Linked DNA regions of Mus musculus: all the other regions are linked to region 3. The links are chromatin contacts, called in public HiChIP or PLAC-seq maps. All regions are on one chromosome and are shown on one strand. Each heading gives the region's core, a stretch centred on a gene start, on an enhancer-like site or on the middle of the called end of the contact. The rest is flanking DNA. Distances are from core to core; before and after follow the strand shown.

Region 1 (2,700 bases), core at 199-2,698, 320 kb after region 3:
GACAGGGGTCGTCTGCAGGGCTGTCAGAAGAGGGACTGACATGTATACAAGCTTGGGGCCAGAGAAAGTAGAGTGCCCTTGGGAACCAAGAGAATGACTTTACAATGCAGAAAACAGAACCAGCAGGGGAGCCGATGAAATTGAACAGCCTTGACAGTCCCAAGCCGCAGGTAACTAACAGGAGCTTAGACATAGGCACCAGCACAGAGCTGGGGTACACAGAAAAGGGAGCAACGGAATTCCCTGAGCATGGCCAGAAAATGCTTTGCAATGAGCAGCCTGCTAAAGAATGACTAAGGTTTGCTCCAGATGTGAGAAGACTGCTTCAGAGGGAGGAAGCCGAGTATGCAAAGGCAGTGTGGCTCAGGCAAGAGTAACTTTATACTCTCTCCAGTCCCAGGTGAGATCCTGGATGAGCAACACATGCTATGCCAGGTTCTCTGAGGCTCAAAATACGGGGTCTTAAGCCCCAAGAAAGGTGGAGGGAACACGCATGGAGTCCACGATCCTTCAGCCCGGGGACCCTCCTGCAGAGAACAACCTGTATCCAATATTCAGAACCATAGGCCGGTCAGCTGGAGTCACATTAGGGGGACAAGGAAAATGATCCCTTTCTAGAGAGGCCTTCATACGCCAGCAGTCATGGCCCTGGTCAGATATTGCGTAGAAACACCACCCAGAAAAGGATCCTCGGAAATCATGCCAATTCAATCAGCACAACTTGGTGTGTGATGTTCCAGACAGAGATGTTACAGAAATGTCACATTTATTCTTCTATCACCCTCATAGAGGAGGTTAATTTACAAGTGAGAAAAATGGCAGTCAAATATCCTGCCCAAGGCTCGGCATGATTAGTAAGTGAGAGTGAGAAAGGTCCGAGGACTTTCTGGGCCATATTTCCCTGCTGGTACTACACCGTTGCCCTAGACATGCACACATGCACATGCACACACACATACGCACGTGGAGGCAGAGGGCTGAAGAGTCTCCAACTGAAACAAATTCTACATAAAGCAAGTTCCGGACAGCCCTCAGAGGCACTTCAAATCTGTATCACTCCTCAGGCAGGCACCCCAGCACCCCACATGCATGTATGAGAATAGAAAAGTTGTGGATGAACAATTAGAATAAAGAAGCTGACGACGGGTATCTCAGAGAAAACCGACTAACAGGCTAAGATCCTAATATGGCTGGCCTAATCTCTAGCACAGATGTCCCAAAAGGCTGAACTGACCTGGAGAATTAAAGATAAGACATGGAGAAAGTGGCCCTCGGAGGTGATCACTCTGAAAATCACCTGTCCTCCAACCACAGGAAGGAACTGCAGAATTTGAACTTGTGAGTCATCCCGTTTATCTGTACCACCTCTGTTGAGTCATTGTTAACCAGTGAGCCTGCCCTTGTGTAAGGTGTGTGTTTGCATCTGGGCCCACACATTCAGCAGACAGCACCAGCCAGGGTGACTCATGAGTCCTCACATTTTGTCACCATTAAGTCTTGTCAGAGATTCTCTATGCTTGTCTGACTCCAGAGAGAATGTTTTTCCACAAACGGGAAGCCAGGGCGCAGGACGGGAAACCCCTCCACCAGCTATGTCTGAGTGTGTTCATCTCTCCTCAGAGTTCATCCACCAACTGCCCCCTCTTCCTTCTGCTGTCTTCAGCTTCTGTCAGTTCCTAGAAGATTGGCAGGAAACATAGTTTCACTGCGGGCCATCACTGTCTATTTCAAAACTCTTCAGGGTCTCAAAAGATCCCTGGTTCCTCTCATACACTCTTCTGAAAGTCTATTCATAGTCTTTGCCAATGATGTCATTCCTCACAGGAAAACCAAATGCACATCTTCACATGTTACTCACTGCCCAAAACCCTCCCATCTTCTACCATACACAGACCTGTAAATGTTGGTTTCCTCCACACACACACCAAATGTTATGTCTCTAATAATGTCCACTGTGTTTCCAGTCACACACAAGTCAAGCGGAACAGGTAAAATGTGGTCACAGCTGAGCAGTCCAGGGATGAGACCCAACCTAACCCGTGTCTGTCTGGATCACCTTCCTGGGATATTATGAACAGACTTGCTCAGGAATGACAATCTTAGCATCTGTGCCTTCCACAGGTAAATTGAAAGCTGAGGTGAGATGGGGAGACGGGAGCTGCTTCCCCAAGCCATAACCAGGAAAGCCCAAACAGTGGGTCCATGGTAAGGGGAGATAAAGCTTACCTGAGAAGTGGGGCTGAGAGAAAACCCACTCACTCCTGAGTCCCTAGGGCTTAGAACCCAGAAGGTGCTCTCCCCGGTGTTAGCCCTCAAGCATGGAAGGCAGTAGATGAAAGAGTTAAATGTCCACTTACATTGAAAAAAAAATATGACTGAAAATGTCTGAGTCACAGAGTACCTACAATCATATACTATTTCAGAAATGGTTTTTCCTGTACTCATAAAATGTCCTCCTCCAAGTTCTTCATCTTTACCTTTAGTGTGAGTTCCTGGGTCTCCCCGGATCCATCTTCTGCATTACCAGACATCCATTTCCAGAGTGTCAACACAGTTTTCTGTGGATGTTGTTTGGCATTATTTTTAAGTCAATCCCAGGATGTCACTACATGCCACAGAAAGAAGTGACAGAGACACAGAAGGCATGGAGAGGGGAAAGGAGGGATGGATTTTTAACTTCAAACGCATTACTCTTTTTCT
Region 2 (2,809 bases), core at 307-2,806, 340 kb after region 3:
TGCTGCCTTGCATATCCTCCCTGGATGGAGGTGATAGACAATGGAATGGACCAGAAGCAAAGCCCTTCAGCACATCGACAGCCTGCGAAAGGACTCTCACCACTGCCCTCATTTCCTCAGAGCTGGAGAAGAATCTAGGCCACTGAAGAACAGAGGCCCCACCATAGACTAACTGGGTAACTGAGAAATGGTTAAAACTGCCCAGCTGTTGGATGTAACCTCTATAAAATGAGAATAAGCAGGCCACCCCAAATGGTTCCAAGAGGAAACTAGAAATGTGTCTATCAATGTGCTCAGCCGAGCTTCTCCAGAAAGCCGCTTCTTCTGTTCCTCTTCAATGTTTTCTGAAGAGACTCAACCTCCCCACAGCGACCTCCCGACTCAGAATCCGGTGCTCCTGGAAAGCTGGCGTTTCAAGTATTCTGTTACCGTGTTAGACTATGTCCCCGACTTTGATTCTGAAAGCAAGGGCCCCTCTCTGATTGGAAGGCAAGTTCGACCCATGGAACTGCCCATCTGGAAGATGGCTCTGTCCTTTGAAGTAGGTTTCCAGAAGGCCCTTTTCCTCCCCCCCTTATTTACTGCAACTCATAGGGACAGTTTGTTGACAACCCCCTACCCCCAGTTCCCGAGGGTGAGGGAGGACCTTGATCCTTTAACACTTTATTCTCTAAGTGCCTGACGTCTTCTATGCAGACACACTGATGTTTAAGAGGTACATGGTTTGTTTCAGTCACTCGTCAGTTAAACTCATCCCTGTGTAAAGCAGGGGAGAGAGCACGGGGTTATGCACGTACCCGTCCTTCCTAACCCGCAGTACACCTCTGCCCCATCCATCACTGACCAGCAGCAGCTAGTAATTAGTTCTAACTAGGGGCTGAGCATCTAGTGGAGTCTATGGGACCATCTCCAAAACCACCTCCCCAACACCGTTCCTAGTTCTTCTCATCTTTACACCACTGGCTGCCAAGCTTCTCACTACCCTGTTTCCCTCCTTTGTGCACGTACACAAACACCCTCCAACACACATCCTCTCATTGGTTTTGGGCATCTCTAGTACCCAGCTTCTATCTCCACTCTCACTCTTCTACAACACTGAATTCATAGTGCCCAGCCATTGAGGAGACACTGACAGTGCCCTCCCAGACACCCTGAGCCTCTTGTCCCTCCCTCAGAGTCACCAAAGCAGAGACAGTTTACCAAGACCCTAGTTTAGAATTCATAATTTTGTGCTCTGTCTCTTAAAAAACAAACACTCCCCCAAACTGTAACACAAACTGAAGTGTTTGTTCACACAGAGTTGCAATCTGGAGAATGACGTCACAGGTGACCAGCCCCCCTGATCAACTCCTGACTCCGAAGCTCACACGCCACACCCTAGCCTCTCTTGCTGTGTTTGCTGTTGGCCGGAAGCTTCGCCATCTTCACTGCTTTCTGCAAAGACTATATTTATAGAGTAAAAGAGCTCTGAAGATGTTCAGTTCTGTGATCAGTCACTGCTGCCTCCTGTCCCAGGAACCAGCTGAATTGCTCACTGCCAAGCTGCTTGGCACACAGCACCAGCTGGCTTGTCAGCCTCAGCCCTGCAGGGAGCTGGGACAGGCAAGTCTCCTCTCCTCTTTGCATAGCAGCCCTGGGTGGATTCAGCATGAATACAGTGATATACCACCAGGGGAAAGGTGAATTGGAACATTTCTGCCTGAACAAAAAATCGGTGCTCTCTGTCGTTGAAGTCTCAGTAACAGTAAACAGGGATCTTTCACTACAGCCTCCCTGGACCCCTGAATCAGTGCCTTTGAGGTTCGACTCCCTTTGGAGCAGACACAAAAAGGCTTTCGATATCCCTGGCTTATGCAGACTTTGTAAATTGGTACAACCCGTCTAGGGGATGAAGTAGCATTCTTAGTAGAGTTGAAGATGGGCGTTCCTCTTCCAGGTGTGAATCTCAGAAGCGATGTAATCCGATCTGAGGATGCCTAACATAGAATCTGTAACAATAATGATGGAATTTAGAATGGAAGAGGAAAGGAAGGGGGGGTCAAGAGAGAAAAATGAAGAGACCTGGAACAACCAAAACATCCACCAACACAGGCGTGCACTAAAGCGTAGTGTGGTCTTATGAGGAGCTGTTGGTGGGGCTGGGGAGAAGCGCTTGCTGTCTGACCATGAGGCCTTCAAATCAGTGTGGGCCCTTGAATTCAGATCTCCAGCACCCGTGAGAAAAGCCAGGAGTGGTGGCTTATACCTATAACCTAGCCCTGGAAAAAATAAAGACACAAACATCGCTGAGGCTCATTAGCCAGCCGCATCAGCGAGCTCCAGGTTCAGTGAGAAACCTGGTTTGAAGCTACGGTGGAGAATGATGGAGGTCAATACCCAATGTCAACTCCTTACCTCCACACGTATGTACAAACACCCTGTCATGTACATAACATGTGCATGACACATATTCTACATACAAAAAAAGAATACAATGAATGAACTACAAGTGACTTATTAACACGAATAAATCTCAAAAAAATATATAGTTAAGTTTAAAGAAAGCTAAGTTGAAAAAAATGGGATTTCGGTTTTAACCACTTAAAAATAAACATACCTACTGTGTGTTGTTTGTGAATATATCACAGTGTTACAGAAGGTGACACTTCAGGGGGTAAATGGCTACAAGGTGGGAGGTTAGGGTTAGGGGAGATGGTTATAGCTGAATTTGCAACACTTTATTTCCTTAAATAAATATTTGAACTAAATCTGGTAGAATATTAACATTTGGTTAAGCTTGTGGTAAGAACATTGAGTATCGATTGCATCA
Region 3 (2,700 bases), core at 189-2,688:
CTGGGTGAAGATGTGTATCTTCTTTGGACATTGTTAACTAAAGCCACAGGCATGAATGAAATTAGCCAGGGAGAAAGTAACCAGCAAGAAGGCCATACACCATGGGATGGGGACAGAATTGAGTTGCTATAACAATGACGTCATCGTGTCATACCGTGTGCCATATGCCATGTGCTCACATGACTACTCAGCACTGTAGGTGACTTGCAGTGTCCTGGAGAGTGGCTTCACAACCTATCTCTCGTTATAGCAACTTAATTCTGTCCCCATCCCATGGAACCTGTATGTGAGGGGGTTCAGTATAGAAACTGCTGACATGACCAGTCCATGATACGGGTAAAGTTTTTATTGTGGATATAAGAGAAAAAAAAACAAAAAACAAAAACAGAGGCATCTGGAAGATTCCAGAGCATAAAGAAAGAAGCAGACTGGATATGGCCAGGGATAGGAAACTATAAGAATGGAAGACAATAGAGAAGATGGGGAGATGAAAAGAGAGCGAGAGAATGGGGGGGGAGACAGAGGCAGACAGACAGACAGACAGACTGACTGACTGACTGACTGATAGAGAGGAAGGGAGGGAGGGAGGGAGAAAGAGCGAGAGAGAGAGAGAGAGAGAGAGAGAGAGAGGTGGGAAGAAGGGAGGGAGGGAGGGAGAGCAAGAGAATAGTAAGAAAAAGAGAATAAGTGTAGAGAAGAAAGGTTTCTAAGGAAGGTGCGCAGCTGCAGTCAGGGAGAGGCAAGGAGACCGGTGCAGTGGCTAGCTTTTATGTAACAGTAAATCCTCTCATAGTCCAGATAGAGCTGGGCCTATACTCAAGTTTGGACAAGTCGCTGTAGAGCATCCTAGTTTCTGTTACAAGTTGACTGTTGTGAGGCTTCCTGGTATGTGTGTGTGTGGTTTTGTGTGTGTATATGAGTTTGCGCGTGTGTGCACGCGTGCGCACACACACACACACACACACACACACACACACACACACAAAAGAATGGATTTCCTAAGCTATCCTCAGTGATAATGAGGATAATTTTCTTACTCCTGTAGTGCCTGACTGAACAGTGCAAAGAGGGCTGAATGGGCAGTGACTCCAGACAGCTGTGTCAGGAGGTGAATGGAAGTGTGGGTGTGAGTGCACGGGGGGGGGGGGGTGTCAGGGAGTGGCTGCTGTTGTTGTGTGTGCACTGGAGTGGGCTCCATGCACACAGGGCTCATGAACGTCCCCCCAGGATCCTCTCTGCCCCCTCACTCTGTAAGGCTTTTGATCACCAGCCACAGCTAGATTTCAACTGCAATAACCCTTGGCATGAGTAAGCTAGAGCCTCTCACCCAAATCTAAGCCACTTTCATTTCTGTTCTCTGATCTCATCTGTCTCGGGTGCCTGGTGTGTCATTAACACGTGCAGCATGAGCTGTCACGGCACTCACCTCCGTAAGTGTGAGAACTTGGAGAAACGTGAATGAGAGGTATAGAGTAATAAAGGCCCGTTCTGGGCCAAGTGCTGGGGCTAGGCCCTGAGTGTGTGCCAATGAGTCACCCCCTCCCTGCCCTGCATGCTTAACTGTCCAACTCGGGAGCAGGAGCTGCCGATGACGAATGGTGACTTGGAGGAGAAGGTAGAATTCCTCCAGGTGCAGCAGGAAAAGCAGGCCCCTGGAGGCCCCGGGAGAGCATGGGGTGGGCGGGCGTGATAAAAGGTGCTGAGTTTCTTGGTGGGTGGCAGGGAACTGACAGCCACCTGTCCACCTACAGTGCTGTTCACTTTGGCTAAGAAATCCATCACACCAGAATCACTTAGAGAAATGTTAGAAAATCAGACTCTAGAGAGGTTGAGACCACAGCCGAAGGCTTCCCTCAGCCTCCCTCAGACAGTGTCTGAAGTGAGGCAACAGAATTCACTGTAGGGCTGAGAAATGCCTGGACTATACAAAATGGGCTCACAGGCATCATGTTGTTCCCTAACTATGTTAGCAAGAGCCAGATGGGATGTGTGCTCACCCATAGGTGCTGGAGCTATGGCTTCGAGACTCCTGTCTCAGCAAGGATAGGCACAGCGAGAATTAGAAGAGGCCTTGTTCTCCATAAGCCTGTGAGGAGGAGGGCACCAGGTGAGCACTTGGCACTCTGTTGTCACCGTGGTAGCCAGAGCTAGCACGGGGCTATTTGAAAAGAACATTTCAGACAGGCAAGAGGCCCTGGTGGAAGTAAGAATACCTCAGTCCCACTTGGGAGGGAGAAGAAAGCAATCATGGGGGCAGAGGGAGGAAGAAACCCAGGTAGAAGAGAGGACAGGGAGGGGAAGAGGGGAACATGGTCAGGTATGGGGGGGGGGACAGAACTGAAGTCCTGAGGGCCAGCAGAAAGAATGGAAACAGGCGACCTTGGGAGGTAGGAGGTGGGGGGACCCTCTAGAATGTACCAGAGACCTGGGAGGTGAGAGACTCTCAGGACTCAAAGGGAGGGACCTGAGATGAAATACCCTACAGTGGGGAGAGGGAACTTGTGGAGCCCACCTCCAGTGGAAGGATAGGGTATCAAATGGAGGGATGGGGTTGCTATCCCACAGTCAGAACTCTGACCCAGAATTGTTCCTGTCTGAAAGAACTGCAGGGATGGAGATGGAGAAGAGTTTGAGGGAAAAGAGGTCCAGTGACCAGCCCAACTTGGAATCCAGCTCAAGGGGAGGCTCCAAGACCTAACA

Evidence for each region. HiChIP or PLAC-seq counts read pairs in DNA pulled down with a chosen protein or histone mark.
Region 1: a FOXA1 HiChIP or PLAC-seq map of pancreatic cancer cells shows a contact between it and region 3. The contact joins two enhancer-like sites. A contact is called at or near these places in 4 of 115 datasets of contacts at active chromatin or transcription factors (embryonic fibroblasts, embryonic limb bud, embryonic stem cells and 1 more).
Region 2: a FOXA1 HiChIP or PLAC-seq map of pancreatic cancer cells shows a contact between it and region 3. The contact joins two enhancer-like sites. A contact is called at or near these places in 1 of 15 datasets of contacts at CTCF or cohesin (the NIH/3T3 cell line), 24 of 484 Hi-C or Micro-C datasets (ECoMG myeloid progenitors, brown adipocytes, cochlea and 12 more), 10 of 115 datasets of contacts at active chromatin or transcription factors (VIP interneurons, embryonic fibroblasts, embryonic limb bud and 7 more) and 1 of 9 other capture datasets (embryonic stem cells).

Annotation. Positions count from the first base shown.
Region 1 is chr3:102,658,128-102,660,827 of GRCm38.p6, forward strand. No RefSeq gene overlaps it. Among named protein-coding and RNA genes, the nearest start is that of Gm40112, 35 kb to the right of the region's middle. Within about 2 kb of position 1,449, at least 32 of the 459 cell types and tissues checked have an H3K27ac peak or open chromatin away from gene starts, as enhancers often do. A contact at or near this core is called in pancreatic cancer cells, where this site is marked.
Region 2 is chr3:102,675,790-102,678,598 of GRCm38.p6, forward strand. No RefSeq gene overlaps it. Among named protein-coding and RNA genes, the nearest start is that of Gm40112, 17 kb to the right of the region's middle. Within about 2 kb of position 1,557, at least 72 of the 459 cell types and tissues checked have an H3K27ac peak or open chromatin away from gene starts, as enhancers often do. A contact at or near this core is called in pancreatic cancer cells, where this site is marked.
Region 3 is chr3:102,336,698-102,339,397 of GRCm38.p6, forward strand. No RefSeq gene overlaps it. Among named protein-coding and RNA genes, the nearest start is that of Gm40110, 35 kb to the right of the region's middle. Within about 2 kb of position 1,439, at least 57 of the 459 cell types and tissues checked have an H3K27ac peak or open chromatin away from gene starts, as enhancers often do. A contact at or near this core is called in pancreatic cancer cells, where this site is marked.